2 separate regions of the Mus musculus genome follow, and region 2 is linked to region 1. The links are chromatin contacts, called in public promoter capture Hi-C maps. All regions are on one chromosome and are shown on one strand. The core of a region is the stretch at or near the end of the contact, and the rest is flanking DNA. Distances in the headings are between cores, read along the strand shown.

Region 1 (5,863 bases), core at 1,077-3,576:
TTGTTCAGGAAGTATTCCGGTGAGGTGAGACCAGAGTTCAGTGAGAGGACTTGTTGAGATGCTTGATTTTTTTCCCCCAAAAGGCTCAAAGGGGGTGGGGGGAAGAGGAAATAAAAATAAAAACAGCACGTGACTGTTTTCCTCCTGAATCTCTTCCTTTAAATGGCATTACTTTGGTTTCCCATTGAGTTAGGAGAAAAAGTTTGAGTTTTCATGGATCTTACAAGGTTAGAGATGGCTTAAAATGCAGATCTCTCGTCGGTTTTCCTGGAGACTGAAGAGGCTAACTCTTTCCATAAAATGAGTCGACTGTTAGCTATTTCAAAGTGAAGGGATTTGGCACTCAAAACAAATTGAGCAAGTTTGTTTGCCTGTTTTTCCTGCTAACACCAATGAATTGAAACCACGGAGTCATTCAAGAAAACACAGAACATACTCCAAACAGCCTCCAGATTCAAAGGAAACTCGGCGTGTGTGCGGTAGCCCTGGGTTAACTTTTCTTGTGTATACATCCCGTGGGCATCCTTCAGAGGAGTCAGCATTATCTTCCTCAAATTGCATGAACTGGTGTGCTGATTTAGGAAGAAAAGCTGTATGAATTTTAGAGGGGACTTTATTTTCTATTAGGGACCAAGGAGAATTAGGGACCAAGGAGAAATGCAGTTTAATGGCGGGTCTGGTTGGGTTTTGTTCCCAGGCAAGGTTTAATATTGGTGAGAAAAACGCCAAACCATGAGGTACAGCTATTTTCTGATATTTTCCTAAAACATATCTTGAAGGGATGCACTTGAGATTGAAAGAACTTTGTCCCATATGTCTGGCAGAAGCCTTCACTCCTGGTCTTCCAGGCGAATCATATTTATAGCCCTTCCACGCAAAGGCAAGACCCTGCCAAAATATCCTGTTCGTTTCCAAAGTACAGACGCATTAGGAAATCAGAAAATATGAAATTAGAAGTAGGACCCACTTGTAGACTAGGAAAGGCCCCTTTCAGCCTTACATACTCTGGACTTTCAAGAACATTCGCTCATATGGGGGGGAACTTCCTTCTCCTTCCCCACCCCCATCCCGGTGCAATTTAATACCACTCTCAGTCAGGAACCTTAACCTCGTCATTTTAAAAAATGAGATATCCGCGACCCGGGGTGAACTTGTTGAGTGTAGGTACAGCAGAGGAAATTCTAGACTCTGAGAGTCCCAGACTTGAGCAAGAGATCCCATGCCGACACACTGGCCGGTGTGTGGCCCTGTCTACCTGCGCTCTTCCACTCTGATCCACCCGTCTTGACCTCAGACACCACCGTGACCTAGCCCTTGCCTTACTGTAGTTCAGGCCTCCCTCCGGTCATCGTCTGGTAATATCTCCCTCCTCCTCCTCCTCCTCCTCCTCCTCCTCCTCCTCCTCCTCCTCCTCCTCCTCCTCCTCCTCCTCCTCCCCCTCCCTCTCTCCCTCCCTCCCTCTCTCCCTCCCTCTCTCCCTTCCTTACCCCTTTTTCTTTCTTTCTTTCTCTCTCCTTCCCTCCCTTCTTTCATCCCCCCCACACACACCTATCGGCTGTGGCTCTCCCACCTTCTGCCGCTAGCTCACCCTATTTTTCTAACTTCTCCCAGTCATCATCTTCTCTTTGCCACCCCATCCATCCACCCACCTTCAGTGCTGCCCTCTGTGGATCCCTCAATTCCCTCCCACTGCCCCTGTAGACAATCAGTACAGTAACCAGCTTTCCTCTACTCCGCGGGCCTGAAAGGAGGTCACGCGCGCGCACACTCACATCCACACTTCGAAAGCCTCACCCGGATCAAACCAAGCCACACTGCCCTTTGTTTCATTTCATGGGCCACTTTGCTAGTCCCTTCCTCGTAAGCCACCCAGACTTTGCTCCGCGCGAATAGGTTTCTGTCTCCCCAGGCTCTGGCCCTCCCACTCAGATTTAGAAGGGGTTTGACGCACAACCGTTTTTTCTCCGTCCATTCCATCCTTGTCCCTTTCCTACCATCCCCACCATCCTGCTCCCCAGCTTGAGTGCTAGCTCCTGCCACTGGTCAGCTCCTGTCGGTCGGTAGTTGCCTCCGGCCCCTGATCCTCCGCTCCTCCCTCCTGGGTTCTGTCCGGGACCGCAGTCTCCTGGGCCCCTGGGCCTCACTTCTCAGCCCTAGTGGTCCCCTGTCCCCTCGATCGCCCCTGCACGCTCCCCCACCCCCGCAGTGGCCCAAGGCTGTGCTCGCCCCTTGATCGCCCAGCGTACAGCAGGCTCGGCCGCCCGCCCGCGCGCCACTGTGCACTGGAGTTTGGTGGAATCTCTGCTGACGTCACGACACTCCGCACACGGAGTCGGAGCGGAGGGAAGAGAGAGGGATGAGAGCGAGGGAGGGGAGAGAGAGTGCGAGACCGAGAGAGAAAGCCGGAGAGCAGCAGACAGAAACTGCCGGCGCCCGCTAGCTTTAGCAGCCCCCCGCGTGGACCCTCTCGGAACTTGGCACCCTCAAGATCCCCGCAGTTCCACCCAGACCCGCTCCACGGCGCTGGCTGTGCAGCCCGAGCCTCGGCCGCCTGGCAGTCACCCTGGGAAGCGGTGGGACGGGGAGACAGCCGTTCTCTCTCCGGTAGCCGGTAAGTGGAGGCCCTCTCTCCCACAGAGCTGTGAGATAATGCGAGTCTGGAAATTTGTTCCACTCTGGAGAACCTCCGCCGTGTATGATTTGTGGCTCGCCGGGCTTGTTTCTCCAGATTCAGCGCAGTTGGCAAACAGATCTTACAGAGCCCCTGTTCCGTTCGCCCTCAATCGCAGACACTAGAACAGTCCTACCCGGCGTTGAAGTCGACTGGAAGCCAGGCATGGCTGGCAGTTAAAACGAGGCATCTTCCCTGAAATTTCGATGCCAACAGGGTAGGGAGAAATCCTCCAGCTGAGGATTAGCCCAGTCAAGATAAAGGGCCAGCTACAAAGTTTCAGCTACTGGAATAGATTAGCCCCTTCCCATCATTACCCATTGGAAAAAAAAGGAGATTCCATCTTAACCGGCGGTTAGTGACCTCTCAGGCCCAAGCGAATTACCTGAGAGCCAGGCCTAGATGCCAACCCGCACAATTACTTCGGATTATAAATCCTTTAAATTGATCATCAGTCAACTCCAATCTTGTACTGAGGGAGATGCATTTTAAACGGATGCGGAGAGGCCACTATTTTGCAACTGGTAACTAAGTAAAAACATGCGATTCCAAACCAGCGAAATACAGTCCTTTTATTCCAATTAAATCACCTTCCCTAAACAATTTAGAAATCAAACTATCCTAGGAGGCTGGGATATTTTTGTTTTTATTCTATTTTGTAGGACTACCGTATTTTTTTGAGGTAAATTAAAATGGGGAGAGAGTCTTTTACTATTATGAATTACAATAATATGCATTCATACATTCTAAACGATTTAACGAACAAGTAATTTGATTTTTAAGAGATCTCTGCATCCTTTTCAGACCATTAGTTACAATTAAAGATATTTTATTCTCATGCAGTATCATTTAGAGGAGACTCCACCTAAAACCAATAATTTCACAGAAACAAAGATTGTTACTGAAGTGAATTGAGGACTTGTTGTTGTTGTTGTTGTTGTTGTTGTTGTTGTTGTTTGGGGGGCGTTGAAAATGAGCACAGTATTCCAATAATCAAAGTTTAGTTTCAAAACAAAGTAGCTACTTCACTTATGGAATGTTTTGCTTTGCCTCAGCAAAACTACGCCTAAGTTACTGCCCTGCTTTGTCCTGTAAGCTGAGCACTGTAGCTCCAAAGCTCCAGAAGCACACATTCCACAGAGCTTTAAAGAAAGCTTGCTCATGGTGAAGCACGGGGCTGTGCTAAAGTGGTATCTTAATTTCCTTAAATGATTACCCACTGCAAATTAATTTGCTGGCTAATCACACCAATTTAGTTCATTTAAAACATATGGCCTCATGCTTTTTATTTTTCAGCTTTCCATGAATGGTTCTGCTGTGGGATAAGAAAGGAAATGAAAAGGGTGAAATGGGAAAGAATTTTTGTTTTTTTGTTTTTTGTTTTTTGTGTTTTCTTGGACTGATTAGAACTCGTAGCTTCTTCTACAATTCCATCCTTGTACTGCTTGGGCAGAAATCATTTTTGAAACAAACTGCTCTGTTTCTTAGGGCTTGCCTATCTGCCTGGCCGGAGTGGCACTGTGCATGCTAATTGCTGGATAGTGCTTCATTAACACAATATGGAATGGAAGCTGACCCAAACCAGATTGCTTGGTATATACATTCCAACCAGGATGGGAACTTTTGGCATGAGAATAACTTCTAATCAGGAAACGTCTCCTATCTAAAATGTTGAGATTAGCCATCAAAACCAGTGTTGTAATCTGGCAGTGAAATTTGTCTGTCACACGTTAGCCACCTTGATAGGACAAGTTTAAGTATCATCAGATAAGACTTGAAGGTCTCTCTTTAAAGAAAAAAATCTTCCTCAGTTAGTTAGACTGGACCCATTTATTAGGCCTGGTCGTTCTATGGAGCATAAAGTCTCAGGATTCACATTACTGCGAAATAAAATACATCTCAAAGTCACAAGGACGTGTAGCAAGGAGCTAAGGAACACGTCTTGATCTTTTCACTCCTTGGGCCGAAACCTACGGGGTCTTGAAGCGTTGCTTCTTACTGCTTTGATTGGTCTTCAGCACCAAAGCGTGGGGGGATGGGGGTGGGAGGAAATGTGTAGCAACTGACTTTACAGGTCAGGTCTTTCTCTTCTGTATATTTCAGTCCTTGAAAATAAATAAATAAATAAAACTATTTGCAGTAGCCATCTGCAATGTTGGGGCTACCGGCTAATAATGCAGCCAGTTCAGACATATAAAAAAAAAAAAGATTATCGAAATGATGATGCCATGCAAATTTCCCCCGAAATTATCATAAGTAAACATTTGGAGTCTGGACTAATAAAATCCCATCTGTGTTACTTCATATCGAGTTAGTAGAAAGCTGTGATAATGAATTTTGTAATATCTCCCGAACAGACATCTCAATCAGACACTAATCCTGTGATTTTACTGCAGAATCGCTAAATCTGGAGCCGCCAAACTGCTACTTCTGGGCCCACGGGTCCACAAGGATCGGCAGAATCCCTACCCGGGTCTCATTAGCTGGGGGAGGGGGGACCTGCTTGTGGCTCCCCAGTCTTGGATCCCCAGGCCACCACACCAGGCGGCCCCTCCTCCAGGCAGCACGACCTTGGCCAGAGTCCCCTGGAGCTTGGATTGCTCCAGAAGAGACTGAGGAGCGCGTGAAAATGCTCCTGAGGCCAAAACTCGGCCCACTGGCCTGGCAATGCCCGCTCTCACCTCCAGCCCTGGTCTCTAAGAGAAAAGGATCCTCCGATCGCAGGCATACCCTGTTAGCAAGAGTCAGGAGCCAAGATTCAGGGGGCCTGAGAATCCCTTCTTCCCTTTCTTGTCTTGAAAGCAACCATTCCATCTAGCCCTCCGCCACCCACCTCTCCCGGTTTGCCTGTGGCAAAGAAAAGGGGCCGCGTCAAAAGCTTGGCTGTCTGAGTTGCGGTTGGAAATTTGAAAAGGATCTAGCTTGCCTGGGACGGCAAAGGCCGAAACTGGAGGAGCAGCCTCCTCGGTGCTGTTTGGGCTTGGCGGCCCCTCCAGAAACGCTTGCCCGGGTCTCCTGTCTCGCTCCAGCCCGTCGTGTAACTCGGCTCTACGATCTTAAATCATACTTTAGGGTAAATAAATGGCTGGATGAGTATCTCCAGGGAAAAGTATGGCTAAATATGGAAACGCGGCTCCTGGTGGATGAGCGGCCCTAACTCAGCTCGCTCCTGGAGCACCCTTGGCCGAGAGT
Region 2 (5,226 bases), core at 1,247-3,746, about 15 Mb after region 1:
TTGCGAAACTGGTTTTGCGTATTTTAAACAGCACCTTTCACATGCCATTGTGGTGACCGCCATCTCCCATTATTGTTCCAAATCTCATTTCATTTTGAAGATCAATGAGTGTTTTCAGGACACAGGCAAGGATAATAGATCATTGAACTTTAGGATGCCTGTTAACTTCCTATACAAACACTCTCCACTTTGGTCTCGCTAATCTGCCCTTGATCAGCAATTTAAATGCGAGAGCTTTGTTCCTGGGGGGGGGGGTATAGATAATATGCGAGGAGGCACTATTGAGGCACACACAAGTTAAATTCAAGCCAGTCTTGATGTCACGAAAAACTGCTTTTAAACATTCTCTCTCTCTCTCTCTCTCTCTCTCTCTCTCTCTCTCTCTCTCTCTCTCTCTCCTGGAGTAGAATATAGGAATCAATTTATAAAGCTTAGCTTAAACCGATTAATTTGTTGCCTCCAATCCGGAGTCCAATAAAGTCCTAGTGTTTCTCCAGTCACTTATTCTATAAAAAGATCAAGTTATTTACTGCCAATTAAGCAGCTTGTTTTGTCTTTGTCCTCTGTAAGGCGAGAGTGTGGGCTCTCCCAGGCTCCCAGCTATCTGCTCAAGACATTCAGCTGATACCTCAGAAGGGAGAAGGCGAACTTTGTCTGTCCCTAGCCCAACTTCACTGCTGCAAAGAACCGGGGTGAGGGAACGAAAGAAGGACTCTGGTTCCTTAAATAGGCCGATTTTAAACACATTTCCTCCGAAAGAGTCCCGGAACGTGTGTCCAGTGACCGCACAATAAACCAGAATAAGAACTGCACCAATTAAGCTGTAACAAAACCCTGAGACTCTGGAACCAGGACCGCTCTAAAACCCATTAGCATTGCATTTATCCGAATGCATCATACCTTTATGTAAATTGATTTCTCTGATGCATTTACTCGAGGAATTGCTTTTTGTTACAATTTCAGCCCTGACCCAAATGAATCTGCATTTCCTGCCCTAGGTCTTTAAACTGCCCCCCCCCAACGTTTTAATCGCTCCGAATTCCTTTTTTAAAAGGGAGGGGGAGGGAGGAGATTCCAAGCTGCTCCCCACCCCCATCTTTAGTGAGAGGTAAATATATATGTATATTTTTTTTGAAAAGGAAACATTACACTGAGAAAAGCATCCAGTAACCCCATTAGCTAAAGCTCTTAAGGACAAGCAATACCTTAATGCTGATTAAATCTAAAAGAGATGAATCAAGAGGACTGACCAGAAAGTGACTCCCCTGATAACTAAGGACGGGCCCTCATCAAGTTTCATTTAGAGTTGGAAAAAAAAAAAAAGAAAGCTTTTAAGTTAAATAGGCTTATACTCTAGTAATTACATAGCCAAGCAATTTAGGTCCTGGGATAGTCAGTGAAATAGAAAGCAGAGCTGGCAGCTAGAGGCAAAATCTGCCCCCCTTTAACAACGTCTCTGGTGTTTTTTAATGGAGACCAAGGGAGGGACAAACGTAGCGCTGGCCATTTGTAGTACAAAAATGGATGCTTAATTCATGTCTTGATTTTAATTAGGTGATTCACCGGATTTCTCCTGGATTGGAACAAAAGACTTATAAGCCAAGAGGAATTCTTTTTAAAAGAATCAGCAATGCCAGCTCCTGGTCACTTAGAGCTTTTCGTTCCCTGTTTCAAACAGTGTTGGGGGGGGGGTCTTGACTATCGCCCCCACCCACGCACACACCACTTCTCATCTGAGCAGCCCCTGCCTTTCCTTTAGGAACTGGAACTGCCCCCAGCCCTCTCCAGGGTCCCCACCAGCCCCGTCTCCAAGAAGAACCCTTTTGTAAGCAAGGAACCGCTACAAAGCTGGCGGCCCGGGGCTGCCCTCCTTGCTAGCTCGCAGGCCGGCCTCCGGTAGTTTCAGACTCACGCATTATCTAAGGCGACGTATTGTTTACTTGCAATTTGGGACGGTCAAGGGAAGGAAGCCAAAGAAAACAGCCCCGGCCCCGATCAGTTCCCCCCTCCCTCTCTCCCTCGTCCCCTCCGGGCCCGCGGCGTCCCCAGCCACCCCCTTACCTGCTTCTCCCCTATATTGCAACACTGCGAGAGGCGGCGGCGGCGGCGAAATGCGAGCGGAGCCGCTCGGCTTCCAGGGCAGGGGCGCTGGGGCTGGCGGAGCTGGAGGGAGGGAGGGAGTTCTCGCAGAAGCAGGAAAGGGGAGGAGGGGGCTAAGGGCTGCTTTTTTTTTTTTTTTTTTTTTTAATCGCGTGGCTCTGGGGCGGGTAGAGGGAGCCCCACGCTAAGTGGCAGGCGGCCCGGCGAAGAAGTGTCAAGTCTCAGCCCGAGGGTCCCGGTCCTCAGCCCCCGGCTGCGCGCGAGCAGCTGCAGGCTCCCTCGGCCGGGCCCGCGCGGCGCAGCAGCAGCCACTGCTGCAATCGCGGCTGCAAGTTTGGCAATGTGGCTTCACTTTGTACGCGCCCCCGCCCCCGCCGCGCCCGCGCTCCTCCTCCTCCGCCGCCGCCTTCCTCCCGCCCGCCCGCCCGCTCGGGGCCGCCGGCGGCTCGGCCGAGCTCCCCCCTCCCGCGACCTGCGGCCCGGGAGCGGCGGTGCAGGCTCGGTCCCGCGGCCGGTACGAGGACGCACGGAGTGGGGAGCTGCGGGCCGGCCGGGAGCGCTGGACCGATCGGCTGCCCCGCTGCTGCTGCCCGGCTCGGAGGAGGCGGCGGCGCGGGCCTCTAGCCGGCTCGCTCGCTCCTTCGGCGGCGCTTACACATGTGTTACTGACAGAGCAGAATCCCAACTACTCCCCGGCTCTGCCGCCGACGTCAGCGACCCTCAGCCACTGGGCGGCCGGATTGTTCAGGCGGAATAATAAAACCTGCCAATCCGGGGAAGGACAAAGGGTGACTGAAACGAGACTCGGGGGGCGGGGAGCGAGGCGGGCGGCTGAGCCGGCCGGGCCCGGGAAGGCGGGGGGGGCCCGGGGTCGGGGCACGAGAAGGGACCCGGGTGGCGCGGGGGACGCGGCCAGCGAGCGCGTGCCCAGGCTCAGGACCACACCTGCCTGCCCAGCGCGCGAGGACGCGTGGAGCCCGCCCCCGCAGGGCCTCGGGGATCGCCTTCCCTGGCTCAGAGAACAGACCCTCGGGAAACTTACTTTCCCAGAAATGGGTCTCTTCCTGTTAGGGTAGAGGATTCATTCTGCCGGAGGGAGGTGCAAAAGCGGGTGTTTTGTTTAATTCTTCGGGTTGCAGATTTCAAAACCTTAAGCAAAGTGGGAAGTAGTTCCTACCTAAGTACTGCCAGCTTAACCCCATCTTGCTCCCATTAACCCCAGTGTAAACTGGAAGGAGGAGGCATTTCATAGATGCTTGTCAGTTGCTGGTGAATGCAAATCACACCCTGGTTTTCAGAGATGAAGGAAACTTTATGGGCAAAGCTTTTTGCTCACCATTCTGCTTCAGTGTAGAGGGTGTGATGCTAGCTCCCTCGTAGCCCCCTAAAGCGATGCGAGCATTTGCCAGACCTGCTGCTAGCTCACGACCCTGAAAAAAGACTAGTCGTTTCTTGTACAAACCAAGATTTGAGGAATGCTAGCTAGCTTCAGAGCCTCTTTCCAGGGCCAGAGCTCAGCCTGGATCCTTGAACATCAAGTTATTCAACTTTACTCTGCCAAATAGGTTTAATAAATCTCCGATCTGAGGTTAATACTAGGGTTGATTATTAATAGTAAGTTCCAGAGAGATTTTTCTGTTGGAAATTATCATGGAAGTGCAAAGCTGTACTGCTAAGTATCATTAACTAAAACCAGTCTTGTGGGAGAAGCTTGGAAGAAAGGAAGTTGAAGAAAAATCAGGCAAAAAATCTACAGTCCTAGCAGCTGTGTGCAGAATTTTGGTTCTTTAAACTGCCAAAATTAGGGCAAAGGAATAAATATTGCCTATGAAACCAGGAAGAGGGTGGTTTTAATACCAGTTAAAAATACTCATTTCTGGATTCTAGCTCCTTGAGTTCCTAACATGCTACAGTTAAAAATTATTTTTATGGATTTGTATTTAACGTTGTGTTCTTATGATCATTCACCTTAAAAGCTTTTTTATTAAAAAAAAATCAACGTGATAATAATTGGAATGTCCTATACAGACAACAGCTGCAGAAGGTCATGATGAAAACAGACCAATTTAGGAAAGAGGTTTTTTTATTATTATTATTATTTTGTCCTAACAAAAAACCCAAAGCAAAGCAAAACAATAACCTCAAAGGAGGAGAGGACACTTTAAGATATAAGACATTGTAATATCTGGGTTCATCTCTGACTCATTACAATTTAAATCAATCAAAACTAGGCAATCAGGGATTTTTTGCTTTTAAGACCAGATGCAGAAGTAGATATACTTCTGCTTCCCCTCTGAGATTTCGGGCCTGCACAAGATCTTCATGGCTACTGTTGTATTAAAATACATCATATGGGAAGATTTCCATACCTGTACAAGCCCCTTATTGTACATAAAAAAAAAAGGTCTTTATTTTCTTTTCCTTTAAAATGATTTAAAAAAAAACAAAAACAAAAACCAGCACACATATCATACAGAATCATGGTGAGTTGTGGTATTTCCTAAAGTATGAACATGAAAATGAATATGTAATTCTAAAATGAAATGTTGTAAATTAAGGGGGAATGTGCTCAGGTATCACTAAATGACTCTCTAAGGGTCTGGGTGGTCTTTGTGGAGGGAAGGAAAGGGGAAGGGTCGGAAAGATGGGACTTTGAACTTTTGTCTCCAGGCTACCCCGGGGCCTAAACTTTTAGAGGTGGTTTTAGTGTTTTGATTCGGATTGTGTGTGAAGTCTGCACACACACTCCAGTAAAGTGGAATGGGCGGGGATATATTACCAGAAATCTTGCTTCACTGTGGTTACAGAAGCTCAAAGGTTGTAGAGGCTAACATCTTTGAGGAGTAGGAAGGGAATGCAGTCACTGTAATCAAAATTCAGGTGTACTTTAACCACAGCGCCACCTCTGGGTAGTCTTTATTTCTGCATCCTTTACTCTCCAAACATCCCTGTCTCTTCCAGGTAGCAGCAAGATTCCCCTCTGTATTCTCAAAAGCGCCTGGACTGAGAGAAAAACCAATGCCAGTCTGATTTCAGTGATCCTAAACACTCAAAAATGCTATACAAGTCCCTGCTGGAGAAGGGTACATATAATACAAGTGTTCAGACCATTATAAAAATAGCTCC

Evidence for each region. Promoter capture Hi-C pulls out the DNA fragments that hold promoters and counts their contacts.
Region 2: a promoter capture Hi-C map of embryonic stem cells shows a contact between it and region 1, with 6 read pairs. The contact joins the promoter of Lmo4 here to the promoter of Pitx2 in region 1. A contact is called at or near these places in 2 of 39 promoter capture datasets (both in embryonic stem cells) and 1 of 484 Hi-C or Micro-C datasets (embryonic stem cells).

The regions. Positions count from the first base shown.
Region 1 is chr3:129,197,552-129,203,414 of GRCm38.p6, forward strand. Pitx2 (paired-like homeodomain transcription factor 2) reads left to right here and starts at 2,327. Exons shown (of 5, transcript NM_011098.4): 1 at 2,327-2,611. Gm40149 (a long non-coding RNA gene) reads right to left here and starts at 1,358. Exons shown (of 4, transcript XR_867634.2): 1 at 1-1,358.
Region 2 is chr3:144,202,759-144,207,984 of GRCm38.p6, forward strand. It overlaps Lmo4 (LIM domain only 4), which reads right to left and starts at 2,497. Exons shown (of 5, transcript NM_010723.3): 1 at 2,062-2,497.